2 separate regions of the Gossypium hirsutum genome follow, and region 1 is linked to region 2. A link is a contact called in public Hi-C data. All regions are on one chromosome and are shown on one strand. Each heading gives the region's core, a stretch centred on a gene start, on an enhancer-like site or on the middle of the called end of the contact. The rest is flanking DNA. Distances are from core to core; before and after follow the strand shown. Region 1 overlaps LOC121232114. Region 2 has its middle 29 kb from the start of LOC121232113.

Region 1 (4,736 bases), core at 518-3,017, 310 kb before region 2:
CAAAAGCCAAACAGTAAAATTTTCATTTTTAGGGGTTAAGGCTCTTGCATGCCCCCTCAGATTTGCATCCGTTCAAAGTTCAAGTTCGACATGGTTCAACCCAATTTTTAGGTTTAGAATATTTTATTTTTCTTTTCTTTTATGTATCATATAATTTATTTCATATAGAAAGTAAATATACTATATTATAATGTAAGTACTAAAAAATATGTTTCATTGTTTATAACTAAAAATATATATAATGATTAAATATACTATATTATAATGTAAGTACTAAAAAATATGTTTCATTGTTTATAACTAAAAATATATATAATGATGGTAGAAAAATATCTATATATAAAATTACTAAATACTAAAAAATAATTTTTTTTAAAATTTCAACATATAATATTGGTAGACCCAAACATATTCAAATTGGCCATTTTATAAATACAAATGGACTTCACCAAAATTTAAAACCTATATCAAGGTCGGGCTGAACTTGAATAACCATTTATATTATTAAATATCATACAAGAATATGACCAAAACATGACTCAAGCAAACTCATAGTCACTATCATTAAAAAAATAAACTTAATGTTGATTGAGCCTTAATTTAATTGATGCTGTTACTTGAAGAGAACATAAATTCAATCATATTTAAATGCACCTTTCCTTCAATTTAAAAGTGGAAAAGAAAATATGCTTAAAGATAAGCATGATATAAAAAAAATCTAAAATAAAACGAACACTCAAGAAGAAGTACAAGGATAAAAAAAAGATTGATCCAAAAGATTATTGTAATAGGCCAATTTTGGCCTGGCCTAATTTACAAAATAAAGTCAAAAAATAAACATAATAAATAAGCCCAATGTACCAGTCCATTTACAACAAACTTAAACCAAAGTTGCCAACCCAATTACAGCCTAAATATTAAAACTCTAGAGGTCCAATCAGCCCACAGCCTTAACTAATTTTTAGCCAAAAAAAGTAAAAAGGGAAAACCCTAGCCGCATGACCACGTCTTCAGCCTTCTCCGTGCGCCTCTGCCACCGCCACTCGGCTCGTCTGTCACCTGCCATCGCACGCTTCTTTGACACCACCTGCAAATCAAGATCCACATGCAAGCAACAGAGAAAACAACGAGAAAACGACAAAAATATAGAAATAAAAAGTCTTGTAATTTGGCTATAAAAGCCACATCAACATGCTTGTACCTTCTTTCGAGATTTTAGAATAGAAAAACAAAAGATCTAAACTTTTAAGGTGATTTTCGGATTATTTATCATTTTAATCTTAAGTTTATTTTATTTTTATTTTCTCATATAAATACGAAAATAAAAGTAGAAGAGAAGGAGATACTTACCAGAGCAGCCTCAGGGTTGCGTCGTCGAAGCTTATTCTCCGTCACCGGAATCGAATCCAAGAGCGAGGTAAAAGGGCTTCTCTCTCGTTTTTTTTGGCCTGAAAAGGGTGTGGCCCTCGATTCTTTTGGAAGTAGGGCTGAAAACCGATCCTTTGTCGCTCCGACCATCGCCCACGGTAGAGGAGCGGCGAGTTGATGACGACGGCTCAAGAGGGGTTCTTTCGAAACCCTCGCAGAGAAGATGGGGGGCTATTTCTGTTTTTTTTAAAAAGGAATGAGAGAAATGAAAATTTTAAATTTTTTTTTTGGCTTTAATAGCCATGCGAAACGACGTAGTTTCAGACCCTCCCCACAGGCCTCAAAACGGTGTCGTTTCAGGGAGGGAACCTGAATTCGACCCGTACCCAAGGGGGGATCCGCATGTTTCCCATTATTGGGATATTTATGCGTGGGGTCCCTCCGTCTTTGTGCGCCTCACTATTTGGCCCCTTCATTCACTTTATTTATTTTTTTATAAATCTGGCTGGATAATTTTCTTCTGATTACATTTGAGTCCCTGCTGAAACGAGGCTCATAAGGATTGGGAATATTTCCTAGCCAGTCCCTCGTCGTTTCAGTGTGATTCATTTCGGTCCTGGATGGCCTTCTTTTCATTTTTTACAATTTTTACCTTAAATTTTAATTCTATTTCAGCCTAATCCTTAGTCTGTTTAATTGATTTATTTATTTATTTTTTTCATTTAAAAAAACTATTATTATTATTCATTTTAAGTTTATATATTATTTATTTCAAATCATTTTTTCTTTTACATATTATATATATTTAAACTATTACTCATTTTGAATTCTACATATATTATTTATTTCAAGCTATTACACCTTATTTATTCTGAAATTATTTATATATCTTCTTACTTTAAACTTTTATACATTATTCATTTTGGATTATTCATATACATATATCTTCCTATTTAAATGATTTTATACATTATTTATTCCAAGTTTCTTTTACATATTATTTATTCTAAATATTTTATATGTTATTTATTTTAAACCATTTTATATATGCATATTATCTATTTTAAAGTTCTTCATATATATATATCATTCTTTCTTTTAAAAAAAAATCGTTTTGTATATTGTTGATTTTAACTTTCTTTTTTTTACAATATTTGTTTTAAATTCATTCATTGTCATTTTAAAATTTATGTTGCAATTATTTTATTTTAGTTTCCTTTCAACTATTTATTTTTAAATTGTATTATTTAATTCACTTGTCTTTAATTATTAATACTAGCATTGAAATGATATATGTTGTGAGGCTATTGCTAATGTGTGTTCTTTAATTCGTTTATTCATGTTCATATCATTGTCATTCGCTTGTGCAATATTAAATTCATGTATTAATGTCCACACTCATTACTATATTTTTATTTTCGTGTCATCGCATCGTGAATTAAACCCCAACATATTTATCCAACTTAGATTGCTTTATTTTATTTCAAACAAAATAAATGTATGCCTTCAAATGTTGTATTCGCTATTATTAAAAAATAAAATATTTTAAATAAGGTAATATTTCGCGTTTTAGGAAATTCGAGGAATCTTGCCCTAACTTACGGGGTTTCAGTTTTCTCATTAAACCTAATTAGCCAAATATCCTTTTAAGTTTCGAAACACATGAAATTTCAATTAAAATTAAAGATAAACTTGCGCTTGGGAGTTCAAGGTATCGCGTCCTAACTTACGGGATGTGATACTCCGATATCTTGAGACGAGAAAATCTTTAGCAATCTTTTGGTTGAATTCAAGCATTTTTAAAATCAACATTAATAAAAAAGATCGTATTTTAAATCCATTCCCGATTTTCAACTTTCTACTTTAAGACACTAACTAATCAATTCGGTACCAATTTTGGGCGTGACGAGGGTGCTAATCCTTCCTCGCACATAATTGACTCCCGAACCCGTTTTCTTGAGTTTTGTAGACCAAACACACCGTTTTAATAAACTAAAACGTTTTATTAAAGTAAAGCTTATCCGATCACACCTAATAAAGATCGGTGGCGACTCCCGTTTTAATTTTCGCTTTCAAACAAAGTCGATTCCCGTATTAAAAAAAATGGTTCCGACAATTATTTATAACCATGTTGTATCCATGTGGTTTGTTAGCATTCATGCAAGGTGCTTTGCTTACTTTCAAATACGTGTCATTTTATCTCATTCATGAAAATATATAAAAAAAAGTATAATCTTAAGTTACAAAATTAAGGTTTAAAGATTAAATTCACATAAGAATTATAATGATGAAATTATAAAAATTACTTTTAAAAAATTTAAAAATATAATATTCTAATTGATATTATTATTATTGTAACAATTAAAAGAGTACAGTTTTAAGTGTGCTTAAATTTGTATTTATAAATATATATATTATAAGGTCTTTAATTCTCTATTGACGTGGATGACCTATTTTGATGATATGTGACACTTCTTTTTTAATGACAGATGATGCTTTCTTTATATTTTAATTAAACTATTCTTTATTTTAATATAAAATAAGATAAAGCATAAATTTAAAAATATATATAAATAAAAAATTTAAAAAGATAAAACAAAAATTTTAAAAAATAAAAATATGTGATAAATGTTTATATAATTTATCTTCTCAATTTCTCATATTTAATTACGTAATGCTAACTATTTAATTACATAATATTCAATATAAATATAACAAATTCATCAGCATATACTACCTTCTTTGATTTCAGGAGTTTAAAACACTGAAGATCTTTTGATTCAGTTTTTTTTAGTGTTAATTGATTATTATTGGCTTTCTTTTGCTTATTATTACTTTGAGTTAATTCAAACTAAATATCATGCATGCTAAATAAACTTAAACTTAAGTCTTATGCCACAATTTAAATAAAACAATACAGTTTCAAAATAATAGGAATTAGAAAAATATGTCTAAAATACTTATATATAAAAAATGATTCTGAGCCTTCCGAATGTTGTGCCCGCATCATAACTTGGTGGGTTATCTGTAAATATAAAGGATAAGAGGGGTGAGCTTAAGAAGCTCAGTGTGTGTCCAACCTCAAGGTAATCAATGTGGAACAGTAGACAAAGCATACAAGATTTAAATTCTCTTAGGATAAACATATTTGTATAGCAATTCACAATTTCACAGTATTGGTTGAACAGAATAGCATATCTCTATAATACTTTAGAATTCACAGTTTTATATGTATATGCTTATGAATGACAATGCAATTTTAGTTTATCAGAAAAGGTCCTATCCCATCGCTATACACCACACTATGAGTTCCCCAGAACTTATCCAGCCTTTTGACTCCGGGTTGTGGATAAACAATCGCTGGTTTC
Region 2 (5,410 bases), core at 303-2,802:
CGTAACGCCCAAAATTGGTACCTAATTTATTAATTAATGTCTTAATGTCGAAATCTAAAAAAACTCGAAAAGAATTTAGAATACGATCCCTTTTTTTACGTTGATCTATACAAAGAATTTGCTTGAGTAAATCGAATTGGATTCTAAAGACCTTCTAATCCCAAAGTAATAAAATGCCACATCCAGTACTTTAGGACGCAACATTTCAGACCCTCGAGAATAAGTTGGCCTTTTGATTTTCAAAACTCATACGTTTTAATTCTTAAAGGTTATTCGGTCATTCGGATCAAACGAGAAAAATCAAAACCCAGTACGTTAGGGCACGATCTCTCGAATTTTCAAATGCAGAACATTGCCTTACTTTAAATTTTTCTTTATTTCTTAAAAATTTTATCAAACGTAAGTTCAAAATGCCATGGGTTATTTTGAAGCATAATACAAAGACAATCAATTATATGTAAACATAGTTCATGGGGAATAATAATGCAATAAAATAAAACAACTATACGAGCCAAGAATATATGATAAATAAATGATATGATAATACTAATATACTATAATAGTCATGGTAATATTAACAGACAAATTGCAATAACAATAATACATATGAATATGAATAAGTAAAGATGAAATAAATAATAATAATAATAATAAAGTAATAATGAATAAATAAATATAAGGGAAAAGATTTAAAAAATATTGAAAGTAAAGAACCAAATTAAAGGATAAATGAAATTTAAAATATAATTTGTAATAAAACATAGGTAGATAAATAAATATAAATAGTAATAACAATAATAATAATAACGATAGGTAATATAAATAATTCAGTTTCCTTTAAAAATATATATACATATATAAAAAGATAATAAATGGATAAAGGAATAAATAACAATGAAGTAAAAATGATAGATGCTGAAATGACAATAATAACAAAATTATAAATAAAATAATTAAATGAAAACAAACAAAAATTTAAAGAGGAACGAAAGGACAATGACAAATGAACACAAGGATTATAATAAAATATGAATGTATAATATACATACATATATATATATGAACAAGTAAACGAAGGAGCGAACAAATAAAATAAAAGAATAATGAACAAATGAACAAGTAAATAAATAAATTAATTAATTAATTAGAACAAAAGGACTAAGTCGGAACTTAAACAAAACTAAAAGATAAACTGAAATTTAAATTCTCAAATAATAGCGAGTGGACGAATAAATAAAAGAATCCAAACGAGAGGTTAATTTGATGCTAAAATAAAGTTAAAGAGACAAATTAAATGAAACAAATAACATAAGGGTTATAATTTGACGTATGAAAACAAGAAAGGACCAACAGGGAAATTATCCCTTGTCTTCAAAATGCCCTCGTTTCAAGCATTTAACCCTTTTAAACGGTCTAAGGACCAGAATAAAACAAAGTTAAAAGTTTGTGATGAAATTAAAAAAAATAAAAATAGGATACAACTAAATTGCGCGCATCACAAAAGCGGAGGGACTAAAGTAGATATTTTCCCTCTTAAAGGAAACGCGTGGACCCCCCTAGAGTGGGTCGGGTCGCGCACGGGCCCTCCAAACGATGCCGTTTCAGCGTTAGAAACCCAGGTGCAAAACGATACCCTTTTTGCATTATCATTTAAGCCATTTTTTTATTTGCTTCCTCTTTTCTAAAAAATTTCAGAGAATACCCCCCCATTTGCATTTTTTTTCTAGGGTTTATAGCCCTCTTTGAGCCGCCGTTAGACCATCGTGAACCCGCCGTGGATTCCACCGTAGACGGTGGTCCAAAGCCTCATGGAATCGGGTTTGTGACCCTCTTGAAGGGCGATTCGATGGTGAGGCTCCCTAGACCGAAGAAAACAAAAGAGAAAGAACCCCCTGCCTCCTCCTTGGGTCGATTCCGACGACGGGAAAGAAGACTCCAGCGACGCAAACCCGGGGTTTTGGGTAAGTTTTTCCTTTTCCTTTTTATTTATTTTTTTGTTAAAAATAAATTTAAAAGGTAGAAAAATAAATAAAAAATAAAATCGAAAGAAAAAAGAACAAGAAATTGAGATTTAAAATCAACCTTTTTTGTTTTTTGCTTTTTGATTGCTTAATCGTCTGTAAAAAAAAATACAATCTGTTCTTTCTTGGCTTTATAGCCGAAATACAATCTATTTTTTATTTTCGTTTAGGCCTCTATTTCTACTGTTTACCTTTGCGTGTTGCCTTGTCTCTGTTCCTCTTTTGGGTATGTTTGCAGGTCGGGGAAGGTCAACAAAGGGGGGCTTTCGTTTTGGTGCAACGGGACAAAGGGGAGTCGAGCCTCAGGCGTTGGACGTGCCGACGAGGCACATGGGACGTGCGGCGTTAAGGGAGACTAGGATTTCCTGCTAGCTGAGATTGGTTTAGGCATTGGGCCTATCGGGCCGGTAGGAAGTGGGTTAGGAATTTAGGTTATTTGGGTTTTTCGGGCTTGGTTTTATATTTGGGTCCTTTTAATGTGTAAATGGACTGCTGAATCTTTTTACTTATCTTGTTTTTATTGGTTTGGGCTCGGGCCGGGCAAAATGGACCTATTACAATGCCCAAGAAAAGACATCTCTTAAATTGGACTTGATAGATGACATTTTAATCTTTCAATCGGTTTTCTCTTTTTAGATTAGACTAAAGACATGTTTAGATTTATTAACATAAGATGTCTTTTCGTACTACGATCCAACCATGTAATATCGCTTAGTATTAGTTAAACATTAGACAATTAATGAGCAACATTTTCTTCCATTTTATTTTACATACAAAAACCATGTGAGGATAATTATACAAAGTATATTAATGTAATCAAGTAAATTTGTTTTATTAACCAATTTATTTCAAAAAATTACAACTACATATTGACGAAAATACTACAGTTAAAACACCAAATCCAACACTTTGTGATTGTGTTCATTTTTGAAATTGTTAAATACATGTGCATTGTTTATACTTTGTGCTTATAAAAGTACTTTACTTTTATAAATAAACAAATATTAATGTAAATATATTTTTATTTTTATTTTTTTATGTTTTTTAATAAAATAATACTATATATAATACGATTTGGATTTAGAATACAAGTAAAGCACCACTTGATTTTATGATAACATGTAAACTGATTGTTTGTCCTTGAGCAATTGTCATCATTTTCGCTACTTCAAAATACTTATTTCAGAAATTGTAACATAACAGTTGAGAAAATTATTAGTTTTTTTTTTCTAATCCATTATCATAATTAGGATATCTATGGTTAGGGTTGATTGATTGGTTGGTTGCATTTGTCTTATATGCTAAAAGATGGTTGACATTATTTTTATAGTAAAGTCCAAAACTTTGGTTTTTAAACCTATAACGACTCTATGATTTAAAGTTTTAATTACAGTAAAAAATAGCTTTAATTAAATGAGATTAGAGGAAAAAGGCATACAGAAAAAGATTTAAAAAGTTTAAATGTCTTTAAATTATTTTATTTCTTAAATAACTTTTTCATTTTTTATTGCAATTAAATGTATGTTTGATAAATCATTAAATATGTTTTAACTATTTTCAATTTAATCCTATTCGATTGATTGATCTGTTTCTATTTTTTTTGTGATAAAAAAAATTTTAAGACTTTGTTTGATTTTAAGAAACAAAAATCATTTTCGATTTTGTAATTAAATTGTTTTTAATTATTTTGACCAAAAATATTTTGTAAAATTGAAAAAATTAAATTATTTTTAATTTTATATAAATGGACTAGGATTAAAACACATCTAAATTCAATTTTTTTTATTTCAATAATTTTCAAATATCAAATTTGTTATCGTAGTTCGAACTCATTAAAATATATAATTTTTTTTATTTTGATTATGATCTTTTTATTGTATGAAAATACGTATTAAACATGTTTTCATTATTGAAATTATTTTTTTTTGCTTTTATTTAACAAACATGCTTTTCAATTTTCAAAAAAATAAAAATAAACGTTAATTTTTAAAAATGAAAATATAAAATATTTTTAAAAATAAAATGGAACCTAACACTCTATTTGGTTTTAGGAAACATATGTCATTTTTTATTTTTTATTTTATTTTTCAAAATGGAAAATATTGTAGAAAACATTATTAATGAAAAAATATATAAATCATAAAATAAAAATAAAAATTTTGTTTTCACTATTTTATCAAAAACGCAATATACGACAAAAATTTTTTAAAACACATTATTAAATCTATTATCTTGATTCAAATTCATATAAATGTAAAAAAATTTAAAATTTTCTGATATTGTCATTATTGAAAACAAATTTTTGTATCTATTTTACCAAATGCTTTTTTTAATTATTAAATAATATAAAATGAAAGTTTTTTTTAATGTACAATTACAATTGTGAATATAAACAATATATATCCTGTGATAGCTCATTTTTTAATGGTATCGAAATGGCGGTTTAAAAATACTATTTACTGATGATCGAGTCTGTAAAAATTATTATTTAATATTTACGAGTTTATTATAATAATATCAAAAATTTTGGTCAAATAATTTTAATGATCGAATAGTTAATTAATGTAAAAATAAATAAATTATAAAAATGATAAAATTGAATCACTAATAACTTTTATTTAATAGAGGGTATATATAGTAAATAATTAAAGATTCAAAGTCACAATTAGCCAATTTTAGAAGATGGTGGATTGTTAGTGCATTAGGTAGCCTGTGTTTCATTATAATTTATAATGAATAATATTAAAAAAGTAATAAAAATAAAAGTAATAGAAACAAGGTGGAAGGAAAGAGAAATTTCATCGTCTCTTCTTCTCCACCATCGTTTCTCCATTGTTAAGCAAAAGGAAGTTCGGCCAAGCTTAGTAGCCTTGCATTGTGAGAAATTTATTTTTCATAATTTTTATGTTTTTGAGATTGTTGTAGTTAAATTTAGTTAAATTATATATTTTTTCATTGATGATTTTTGAAGTTTGTGGTATTAATATGTTAGTTTATAAGCTTAGAAATGAAAAAGAGACTAAATTGTAAAGTTAAATGTTAGTTTTTGAGTATAGGGACTAAAATGAAGATAATGTAAAACTGTCATTAGATTTTGATAGAAATTGATAGTAGAGGATTGTAGAAGGGTATAATTGAAATTAGAAAAAAAAGTTCAATTGTGAAAGTTATAGTTGTTTCGATTTTAGGAACTAAATTGAATAAAATAAATAATTTTAGGGGTTTTGTAGAAATGAGAGAAAATAGGTCCATGCATATCATATTATGTTATTAAATTTTTGGAATTGATAAATTGAATTAAAATTATTATATAGATCAAGAAGTAAATCAACCGGAAGATAAACACGTAAAAGTAAAAATTACGGAGTAGTCCTCAGAGTCATATTTGT

What was found. A called contact is a pair of places that touch in the nucleus more often than the background predicts.
Region 1: a Hi-C map of leaf shows a contact between it and region 2, with 1.8 times the contacts expected there. The contact joins two enhancer-like sites. A contact is called at or near these places in 4 of 34 Hi-C or Micro-C datasets (anther, callus and leaf).

The regions. Positions count from the first base shown.
Region 1 is chrA07:11,786,977-11,791,712 of Gossypium_hirsutum_v2.1, reverse strand. It overlaps LOC121232114, which reads right to left. Exons shown (of 4, transcript XR_005930337.1): 4 at 4,082-4,393. Among protein-coding and RNA genes, the nearest start is that of LOC107936799, 3.7 kb to the left of the region's middle. Within about 2 kb of position 1,767, at least 1 of the 9 cell types and tissues checked has an H3K27ac peak or open chromatin away from gene starts, as enhancers often do. A contact at or near this core is called in leaf, where this site is marked.
Region 2 is chrA07:11,473,528-11,478,937 of Gossypium_hirsutum_v2.1, reverse strand. No RefSeq gene overlaps it. Among protein-coding and RNA genes, the nearest start is that of LOC121232113, 29 kb to the right of the region's middle. Within about 2 kb of position 1,552, at least 9 of the 9 cell types and tissues checked have an H3K27ac peak or open chromatin away from gene starts, as enhancers often do. A contact at or near this core is called in leaf, where this site is marked.